Linked DNA regions of Ovis aries: region 2 is linked to region 1. Evidence: chromatin contacts called from public Hi-C data. All regions are on one chromosome and are shown on one strand. The core of a region is the stretch at or near the end of the contact, and the rest is flanking DNA. Distances in the headings are between cores, read along the strand shown.

Evidence for each region. Hi-C and Micro-C count contacts between places; a contact is called where the count stands out from the background.
Region 2: a contact with region 1 is called in a Hi-C map of liver, with 4 times the contacts expected there. The contact joins the promoter of MYBL1 here to the enhancer-like site in region 1. A contact is called at or near these places in 8 of 16 Hi-C or Micro-C datasets (hypothalamus, liver, mixed tissues and 4 more).

The regions. Positions count from the first base shown.
Region 1 is chr9:43,732,411-43,738,160 of ARS-UI_Ramb_v3.0, forward strand. It overlaps VXN (vexin), which reads left to right. Exons shown (of 7, transcript XM_042254265.2): 4 at 1,186-1,247; 5 at 1,944-2,127; 6 at 4,120-4,211. Among named protein-coding and RNA genes, the nearest start is that of VXN, 20 kb to the left of the region's middle. Within about 2 kb of position 2,726, at least 15 of the 54 cell types and tissues checked have an H3K27ac peak or open chromatin away from gene starts, as enhancers often do. A contact at or near this core is called in hypothalamus and liver, where this site is marked.
Region 2 is chr9:43,819,276-43,824,723 of ARS-UI_Ramb_v3.0, forward strand. It overlaps MYBL1 (MYB proto-oncogene like 1), which reads right to left and starts at 1,392. Exons shown (of 15, transcript XM_004011713.5): 1 at 913-1,392. The coding sequence starts at 932.

The sequences.
Region 1 (5,750 bases), core at 1,476-3,975:
ATAATTGCTGTGCATCTTTAAAGACTGCATTTCCTCACCTATTATTATGTCTGCCTGTAAGGACTTCCCCAATAGCTTAGTGTTAAAGAATCCACCTGCAATGCAGGAGAGGCAGGAGATGAGGGTTCAATCCCTGGGTCAGGAAGATTCCCCTGGAGGAGGAAATGGCAACCCACTCCAGTATTCTTGCCTGGAGAATCTCATGGACAGAGGAGGCTGGCAAGCTACAGTCTAACAGTCCATGGAGTCACAAAGAGTTAGACATGACTGAGCATAGCACATTGGAGGAGGAGTGAGGATTGTAGTGAGGATTAAATGAGATGATGTTCATGTGTCCTACACTCAGCACAGCACCTGACTCAGTAAATACTGAAAAATACACGCTACTGTCATCACTTATGCCAGAGCATGACACATCGTGGTCTGATCTTGGTAGCCTATGACTACATTTCATTGGCATTGAGATGTTTTCCTTGGGGTCATGGGCGTGTTCTCTATGCTATAGTCTGATAGGATGGGGCTCTGCCAGGAACATCTGCCCCAGGAGGGACTCCATCAAAGGCCAGCTTCCCTCGCGCCCATCACTAGCTACTCAGCTCAACACCTGGATTCCCAGAAGCATGGGCCTCAGAAATGAAGGCACAGAAAGAAGGCTCCCACTTATACATCTCAGGCCAGTGTCTCAGGACACTGATAACCTCCAAACCTCCCACGTTATGAGGAAGGCTCATTTTCACAGAGGTGCATTCAAGAGCGCAGGTTAAATGTTTCTCCCAGCTGTAAAGAGTTAACTCCTGATAATGTCATGTGATATGACTCCTTAGGAAGGAAGGAGGAGCTAAAGGCACTGGGGTCCTCTGGGGACCTACTACAGGCAGACCCTGTACTGAACACCTTCACACATGTGATCTTGTTAAATCTTAGTTCTAGCCCCCTGAAGAGTGCCAGTAAATATTTTTGAATATTTACTGTGTCGGGCGATGTGCTGAGTGTAAGACACATAAACATTGTCTCATTTAATGCAGATGACCCGCTCGACAGTCGCCCCAATCCTGACCCTAGTTTGCCACTCAGTAAAAAGGCCCTTAGAAATTCCTACATTTGTGATTTGATTCGCTAACAATATAATTCATGCAGAACCAGAAGAGCACCACCGAGTAACATCCCCTCCGTTCAACTTTGCAGTGGGGACGTCAGAACCCAAATCAGCAAATCTGTGTGGGAATCGAACATATGGCAAAGCTTTGGTAAGTAATCTAGCCTGGTTAGCTGTATCTTCCAGGCTTTAAACATCTCGCCCTATCTGTGCCATGAAGGGAGAACAAGTGTCCTTTGTTCCAGGCCTGGGGATCATTAGAAAATTGCAGCTGAGGGTTCTTTGTTCCTAAAGCCTGTCAACTAGCGGTACACCACTGGCTGCTGCCCTCTTTCTTGCCAGATATTCAGCTCTTAGGCAAACAGAAGGTATTACCTAGCAGACATCTCACACAGGGCGGGGGAGGCAGTTTCTGTGGTATGTCCCCGCTGGGTGGAGGTGCCTGGCCAATTGCCAGAGGCAGCTATAGGGGTAAAGAGATGCAAAGGTCTCGAGTTCAGTGAAAGCACAAAACACCATCATCTCAGAGGGAACCCTCAACCGCCTCCCCCGGGAGCACTGAGGCAAGTGTCATCCACTGGGGTTGCCCGAGATGACTCCAATTGACCAAGGTTTTATATTTTCCCCTGGCTCTGTCATGGTATGCAGGCTGCCCAGGAGAGGGTGACCTTGGGCGAGGTGGCTCGTGGCGGCCAAGGACACCTGAAGAAGCCAAAAGCCACCTGCGGCGCACCCACCCCTAGTTGGATGGTTTGTCCTTTCCTGAAGGGGGATCACATAGTGCGTGTCTGGGTCTAGCTCAGTGTCACCCCGTGAAAACACATCTCCCTCATCATCTTCCGGGCAGGAACGTGGGTACCCTCAGGGTCAGCAGAGAAAGGGTGAAGTGGTGGCTGAAGGAGAGGTCAGCTTGGGCGTTCTGGACTCTGTGGGCATCAGATCTCAAGACTCATGCATCATGAGAACTAGAACAGACTGGAGAGAATGTCTCAGCCATCTGCTCGTCTTTATGGAACAGACTGGGCAGAGATGTGAGTGCTTTGCTCCTGGTATGGACAGGAAATCTAATTCAATTATTTCATTTGGGTCATCCCTGTATTAGGAAAATTGCCCAAAGGGCAGCGATGGGACAATCAAGAGCTCCCTGCCTCAACCCGGTACCCAGGGGCAACCCAGGGTGGTTTGGCTGTTGCCACAAAGTGAAGGTTGTCAGGCTTGACAGCTTGAACCACTGCCCTCAGCGAGCCCTGGCTAAGGGGAAGAGGGCAGTCCATCACGTTGGATTATCTTGCCCCCACCCTTGGAGAGGTAGCTGCAGTCGGGAAGTCAGAGAGAGAGGGGATGGGACAGGGTGGTGATGGAGATGTAACCACAACAGAGGGGCAGCAAGAGGGCAAAGCGGCAGCATGACTGACCCTTTCCTCTGGGCCTGAGACTTTGGGGCTAGGGTCCTGCAGCTCTTCAGAGGCCCATTATCCCAGGGTGGGGAGAGCAATTCAGAGCCCACACAGTCAAATCTGATTGGACTCTAATATGCGCTGGAGGAAACAGGATGGAGGACAGAGAGGAAAGAAGTGATTTTCTGGCCACTGGCACAACCAGAGGGACAGCTCCCAAGAGGCCACAAGGTGGCACAGTGGCTCTGCCCACAACCCTGGGCCAGGCCGGAGAGCAGGGGAAGGTGGATCCTGGTGTCCTTGACCTGGAATTTTCCAGCAATTCCAGGAATGTAGTGACCTTAAGCCTTCCCTGGGGCTTGGGGTGGAGGAGCAAAGGGGAGATCCACTGACTGAACAAACTCTGGACCTGGCCCTGCTCAGGCCCCCAGTTCCTTCTCAACTCAGTACATGTTTCTTGAGCACTCACCACCTCCTTTAAGAGGAGAGCCAGCAAAGGGTTAAGTCCCAGACCCTGATCCAGGCCAATCCATTCCTGGGGAGACTGCACAAGCAGAGGAAACAGAAGCGTAAAGACACGGAATTGGTGGGTTGCCAAAACATGACACACAGGGATTCAGTGCTGTGAGGACAAGCGACGCAGATAAGTCAACTTGGGCACCACCCTAAGGGAAGACTTCTTGGAGGAAGTGGCCTTGAAGGGCAGGCAGAGATGAGGCTCAATCCAGAGAGTGAAGGAAAGGTTGGGTGAGGATGCAGATTTGTGGGTGAGCATTAGAAAAGGCAGGACCAGCCCCTCTGGGACATGTAGGGGGAACAGAAGCAGATAAGGGGGAGTCCTGTTTTGAGGAGCCTTAAAGAGCAGCAGATAAAAAAATCTGCCTGCAATGCAGGAGACTCGGGTTCCATCCCTCAGTCAGGAAGATCCCCTGCAGAAGGAAATGGCAACCCACTCCAGTATTTTTGCTTGAAAAATCCCATGTACAGAGGAGCCTGGCAGGTTGCAGTCCATGGGATGACAAAAGAGTCAGACATGAAAGAGCTACTAAGCACACATGCATGAAGCAGGGGACAGAGCTGACTCAGTCCACCCTCAGTGGGGAGACCCTGCGAATCTGGGAGAGGCCTGGGGTGTGGGGCAGGTCTGGTGGGAAACAAGGAGATCCTGTCCCGGGTGACTGGCCCTGAGGCTCAGTGGAGGAGAATGTCACTGCTCTTGGCCACATTTCCAAGTGAGAACCTGCAGGATTTGACAACAAAGTGGACACAGATCATGGGGGAATTAGGGGGACAGAGGCCTCAGGCTGGAATAAGTTGCTCACTTTCACGTTTCTCTAGGTGAGTGGTTACCAAAGTGGGGTCTGGGGACCAGCAGCAGTTGAGAACTTGTTAGAAAGGCAGCTTCTCAGGCCAACATCAGACCTACTGAGTCAGAAGCGAGGGTGGGTCCAGTGCTGCATTGAATGCCCCCCTAGGGAAGCCTAGGGCCCACGGCGGAGTGAGGTCCATTGCCCTAGGTTGATGCCAGTTCAGCAGCTTAGCCAATCAATGCCCTTGCCAATGGCTCCAGCCAGTGCGGGAACTGGGGACAGGGCAACAACCTCACTCTCCCTTCTCACAACCCAGATGCCTCCAGTGGCCCGGATCTCCGTGAAAGCCCCCACGGTCCTGGAGGCGGCAGCCCCGGGCTCGGAGAATGTAGCTGTGCTGACCAGAGGGTAAGTGCTGTGCCTCCAGCAAGCTCCCAGGGGTTCCCCACCTGCTCCCATCCTGTGCAGAAGAGTAACAGGTGGCCTGGCTGACCAATCCCGGAGAGATGCTATAACAAAATCCCTGCCAGCCATAAACGACCTTCTAATGAGGGCTATAATCCCGGGTCTCTGTAGCACTTCGTTGACTATTTCACTAGGATTAAGCTCAAGTGTTTTTGATGGTTTCTACTTTATTACCGCCACTCTTTAGACCTGGAGAAGTGTCATTTGGGAGGAATTTTGGTCAATTAAGTAAATTAATCACAGGGCATGGAGAAGGAACTGGCAACCCATGCCAGTATTTTTGCCTGGAGAATCCCATGGACAGAGAATCCTGGTGGGCCACAGTCCATGGGGTCTCAAAGAGTCCAACACAACTGAGCGACTAACACACACACACACACACATACACAATCACAGGCCATACGCAGAGGCTCCTGAAATGCCTCACACATTAGGTTCAGGGCCCCTGCCCAGGTAAGTACATAAGATACAAAGGTTTCAACCAAATTTATGACCTGCATGTTACTATTAAGGTTTCCCTGGTGACTGAGTGGTAAAGAATCTGCTGGCCAATGCAGGAGACAAGGATTCGATATCTGAATTAGAAAGATCCCCTGGAGAAGGAAGTGGCAACCTACTCCAGTATTCTTGCCTGGGCAGGCCCATGGACAGAGGAGCCTGGCGGGCTGTAGTCCATGGGGCTGCGAGAGTGAACAAGATTGAGTGACAAAACTACAACAACAACATTACTATCAACTCTGCTCATGAACCAGCAGCTAGAATAGCCGGAGCAATACCCACACCCCCAAGGACCACCCCACTGCCTTCAACGGAACACTAAGAAGATAGCCACACCCCCACTACAATCCTCCAGACTTGGAGGGAGCAGGAAAGTGGCTTCAGGGATGACAAAGAGTGTGGGCTCTTGACTCAGTTCTGCCTGTGTGGCTGGCACTGCTGCTGACTTGCTGTGACTTCAGACAAGTTATTCAGACCTCTGTGTCCTCATTTCTTTAAAAACAAAACCAAAAAATGGGGATGATTATAACCTCTCGAGGGGTTATTGTGAGAACTGGATGAGATAATGTGTGGAGACCTTGCACCAACGATTGCATCATTTTTCAGGAACGCGAATGGGAACGACACATGCCTGGGCACATGTGACATGCTCATAGATGAGGGACCATGGGCTATCATATCAGCCCAAGGGGTGCACACCTTAAAAGCTGAGGGAGTTAAAGGAGGACCAGGCCAGTGTGAAGCCCTTTTAGATGAAAGAATGCAGTCTAGAACAAACAATAAAAACCAATTAATCGACATATTGAGAGGTGATGAGAGAAAAGTATGATTTCTTTCTCTTTTTTTGCCACACCTCAAGGCATGTGGGAGTTTGGTTCCCCAACCAGGGATAGAACCCACAGCCGCTGCATTGGAAGCACAGGGTCTTAGCCACTGGACCACCAGAGAAGTCCCCAAAGTATAGTTTCAATTGCATTAAGTTCT
Region 2 (5,448 bases), core at 142-2,641, 86 kb after region 1:
ATCCAGATAAATAAAACCATTTGGAAACGCTGTCAAACAACGTTTCATATTTATTGAATAATACTGACAACTAAAAGACACCCTAGTGTTTTTTGTCATATGAGTGATTCCTACACACTCAGTTTAGGAGTAGCTACTAGAGTGACCTTTAAATAAAACCGAAATGCATAAATTCATCCTAGCAAGTTTTCCAAAACCACCACCACCAAAGAAATGCCCTACCTCTATGCAACCCTCAGGTACAGAGTCCAACGGACACACAAAATATTAACTGAATCAAATACATTGTTTTAAGATCAAGTTACTGGTGTTAACAGTGTGACATCTTCCCAGTAGAAGGAAACTGCGACTATGGGAATGGTAATCACAGTAGACATCAAAAAAGTACTCTCTCCTCAGCTATTCCTCAGAGGACTTCCACACCTTTCAAGATAGCAGAGGGGTCCCCAACCCAGGTGTATGACAGAGCCCCTGTTTGTAACTGGCTCAGGAATTCAGAGAGAAAGAGGCCCTAGGAACAGCATTTTCAGGCCGTCCCAGCAGGACACCACCACCTTCCGGTGCGGAGCGTATTCCCTGAAAGCGCACCAACTTACCTGCCAACAAATCCCAAGAAGTGGCTGTGGGACAGTGGGGAGCTGGACAAATGCTGTGGGGAGACTCGACTCCAAGGAGCCGCCTGGGCATCTGTTACTCACTTTCTGAGTCCGAAATGCCCTGGTCCCCAACTCTCCACACGTCACGGCTGCGCTCTGGCCAGCGGGCCGAGACGGCTGTAGCGCAGCGGGAAGGAAAACTTCTGCCCTGGCCTCGGAGGGCCCAGGTAGGCGCGGGGGGGATCTCAGCGGGAAAGGAAAGGGAATCTGAGCCGAGGCTGTGCCCACAGGCCTGGGCGAAAGGGATGTCACCCACCTGCGCGACCTCTTCGCCATCCTTCAAGTACCGCATAGGCGCGGGCTGGGCGGGGACGCGGGTCAGCCTCCTCCAGCCTCGGGCGAATGCTCCTTCTCTCCGACCCTCCCCCGCCGCTTCCCTCGCTCCCGCTCCGAGGCCGACCGAGTGCGGAACGCAGGTCCCCGGCAGGGCAGGACGGAGGGACGGAGGGGCGGACCGCGACCCGCCCCCGGCCCGCAGCGCTGCTTCTTAGCCCCGGCCCGGCCCGTTCAGGGATGCCCCCAACATGTCAGCAGGCGCGCTCCCGCCCTCTCTCGGCCCCTCCCGCCGCCTCTTAGCCTCCTCGCCTTGGTCCCAGCGCGGCTCTGCCGCGGGCGCCGACCCCCGCCCTCTCCCCGCAGCGGGCAGCTCTGCAGGGCTCGTAGCCTCCTGCAGGGTTTTGTCCGCACCGCCGAATCTCGCGCCCAGCCTCCCTCAAGAGCCGCCGTTTGAATCTGCGCACGCGGCCCCGAACCTCATTGGCTGTGGCGGCCGCACGCGGGGGGACGAGGGCGGGGCGGGGAGAGCGCGCGCGACTTAGGGCGGGGCTGGGGAGCTGGAAGCCGGGACTGGAACTCGCGGGAGTCCGGGAAGGAGCTGGGAGCCAGTGGGTGTGGCCGTAGGCCCGGCTCAAAGGTCTTGCTGTGACAGGACCCGGAGCGCGCCGAGCGCCGCACCCGAGGGGGCGGGGCGCTAAGGGCCGCGCGGGGCCTGCTGGGAAAGTGAGTTCCAGGCTCTCCGAGAGGCGTGTCCGGAAGCGGCGGCGAGAGTCCAAGCTTCTCCGGGAGCGTGGACGGTGTCTCTAGGGGTTGAGCAGTCCGGTTCACCGCAACCTTCTCTCGTCCAAAGCTCCTCAGTTCTCAGAGGCATCCCTCCTCACTAGTTAGGAGGCTTAGTCTTTGGATTTGAGACAAACCTAACCATAAAATTTGCGCGGCCGTTACTGTTTAAGCAAAAATGCGAGGTTTTTTTTTGGCCAGACATCATAACTACTAATCTAGCGAAGACTGTAGCGGGAAGGAGCAGGAGTGTGACAGGTGAAAAAGTTTTTAGTTGGACACATGGAACGGGAAAGGGAAATAATCCGGGTCTGCGGCTGGCCTTCAAAGTACTTTAATCTCCTATCCGACTCTTCGGGAAATAACTGCTGTGCTCGATGAAGGAGCCCTGGTCCAGAAGGAGAATGCAGGAAGACAGGAGCGGACTGGGAATTTCGCCCAGATAAATGAGTAGTCAACGGCAGAAGGTGACCTTCTCTCGCAAGAGAGACGAGAGGAAGTGGGGAACCGCCCTGCAGGACCTTCTAGCAGTTACAACTACTCTAGAGGTTTCAAGTCTAATACCTACGAAATGCTCAGTTCAAGCAGCATGAAAGTAGATTACAGTAACGATTAGAAATGGTAAAGGATGCAAATTTGCAAGGTAACATGCTCTACTGCATAGAGCACGAAACCACATGTTAATATTGTAACAGACTTATATTTTGCTATTTTGAAAATTTACACATCAGTTTTTGCAAATCAGAGATGCAGGTGCAAATGTGTACCAAGAAGAGCTTGCATGCACTACTTTCAAAACTTAAAACACCTGCCTTTTTATAGTTCCTTTTTCTCAAGGTATGGATTCTGGTAAGGTAAAACAGTCTTTCAAATCATTCCTTACTATGTCGCTAGTTCACTTAAAAAAGAAAACCTAATTTAGAAAGTAATGTCTTTTGAAAACAATGTTTTCTTTACTCCTGGGCCATGCATTACTCCGCTTATTTACATCCTAACAAGAAGCAGAGTTTCTGCTATATTTTAGGCTGTAGTCGGTTTTATACAGAATACTATTTTAGAGCTTGAAGAGAGTTATTTTAGATTTTGACAGCAAAGCGAATTCTTTTCATGTTAGAGATAGAGAAAAATATAATTCCTCAGAAAGATAACATTGCAGATTCATTTAAATTAGTTACAAAAAAACAAAATGTGGGCTTCAAGTGATTCACAGTTGTTTGAGTACACATACTCAAAGATACCATAACCTGTGACTTGGGTTTTTTTTTTAATCAAAACATATCTTTAATAAATAAATTTTACTTCTCAAAACTCAATAATGAGAAAAGCAATAAAAAATGGGAAGTTAGGGCAGACGCTTCACCAAAAAAGATATACAAATGGCAAATAAGTAGCATGGAGAGGTGCTCCACATCATTAATCATTAGAGAAATGCAAAATAAAAGCTCAGGAGGTACCACTGAAAAGCTTTTAGAATAGGAGGGGGAATACTGTACTAGTGTTGGTGGAAATGAAGAGGCTGAGCAAATATTAACTTTCATACATTGCTGATAGGAACACAAATGAAACAGCCACTTTGGAAAACGGATGTTTACAGTGGCTTTATTTGTAATCACCAAAAGCTGAAAACACAAGGAACACTGTCACACATGTACTCCTCAGCATCCCAGGAGTTCGTTTTGAATAGTCTGTAAATGCTTCCCAAGTCTTTCCACAGAAATACAGGGGAAAATACCAAGGGGGGCAAAGGCTGGGGACAAGTGCTGGAAATTTCCTTGAAAACTGTCTTAGTTTTAAAAACTCATTTGTAACTATAAAAATGAGTTTAAATTGTGAAAGTAAAAATGAGTGATTTACTTTCTCACTCCAAATCTTTAAATAAATCACCTCATTATTACTAATAGTAAATAAATGAGCAGAAGGTACACCATGCTTATCTTTCACATGACTGTACCAGCTTCTTATCCTAGAGGGGCCAAGTACCCCCAAAGATTTGCCAGTGTTAGTGTGAAAAGCTTATGCTGGTTTAATATAGTACCTAATACACTGTAGTTTCAGTAGAGCTGTATCAACCATTTCCATGATTAGATTTTTGTCTAACTATTGTTAGATTGTCCAGCCCTTAGAATAGTGATGCAGTCAGATGCGCAATATAACTGCAAAATGAATGGAAAAATATAAATAAGTACATAAGTAAATATGCTTACCAGAATGCAAAATGTACAAATTAAACCAGATTTGAAATACCATTTTATGACTACTAAGATAGCAAAATTTTTCTAAATCCTGCCAACAAAGTTTGAATAATTCTTTGATGTATTAAAACTGGTATAATCCTTTTGGAAAGCAATACAGAGCAAAACCCATAAATGTGTGCACAGCCTTTGACAAAAACTTAGCTTTAGAAATATAATTCAATACAAGCAAAAAAGATGGGCTTCAATGCTAATAGTAGTATATTCCATTAGAACCCCAGTTTGGAAGCATTCACATTTTTAGACTAGTTTAATGGTTGTTGGCAGAAAAAAAAAAATTGTATAGCCAGTAAAAAATAGTGTAATATTAAGGCAGTGCCATTAAACGGCTACTACACTACTAGGCCCTCCTTGGTGCTTCACATGCATTAGTCTTAGGTAACATCCACAACTGCTATAATCGTAACAACTCTGAGGAGAAGGGGACGACAGAGGATGAGATGGCTGGATGGCATCACTGACTCGACGGACGCGAGTCTGAGTGAACTCTGGGAGTTGGTGATGGACAGGGAGGCCTGGCGTGCTGTGACTCATGGGGTCACAGACTGAGCGACTGAACTGAACTGAACTGATGAGAGAGTTACTGTTATTTTCAACCACTTTATAGATAAGGAAAATTGGGTACCAAAAGGTTAATTTGTCCAGGGGCATAACTTGACAGAACCAAGATTTAAATTAGAACCCAAACTCTAAATCACTCTACTACCTTAATATCTATGGGCATTCAACTATCAATATAGTGTAGGTGTAGAGACAGTGTGATATAGTGCAAAGAAATAGCAGCAGAACTGTATAATTAGTATGACATCATTTACATAAACAAAAACTCAGGGGAGTGTATATGTGAAGATGTGTCTAATAGTCTGGAAGGCAATCTGTGCAGCTCTATGGAAATCAAACTGTTGAACAGTGTTTTATTTTGCAGAGAGGAATGAAACAGGAACAGAACAGGCTTTAACTTTTTACCACATGTACTTCTGTATGATTTGACTTTGTTTTTAATCATAAATTCCATGTTTCTTTTTTAATTTAAAAAATTAGTTGATGATAAACTCTAAAAATTGCTGAAAATCCTAGAAAGAAATAGAACAAATATGGTATATAAAACTTGTCCCAGTATTGATAATGCTAAATAAGCAAGCTTTGGCAGAATAATGAAACCGTATATTATGTATTCAATATGAAAACCAAATCAGGTTTAGAACTCTATTTTGAGGGAACTTCCCTGGTGGTCCAGTGGCTAAGTCTATGTATTCCCAATGCAGGGGCCTAGGTTTGATCCCTGCTCAGGGAATTAGATCCCACATGCCCCAACTAAGAAGCCATGTACAGCAACTTAAGACCTGGTGCAACCAAATAAATATTTTTTAAAATAAATCTGTCTTTAATATGTACATGTATTATGTACGTCTATCTCCCCACTTTACATTTACAAGTCTCTACTGTACATTTAGGGTGCTATTTTAAATTTAATGGAAGTTATA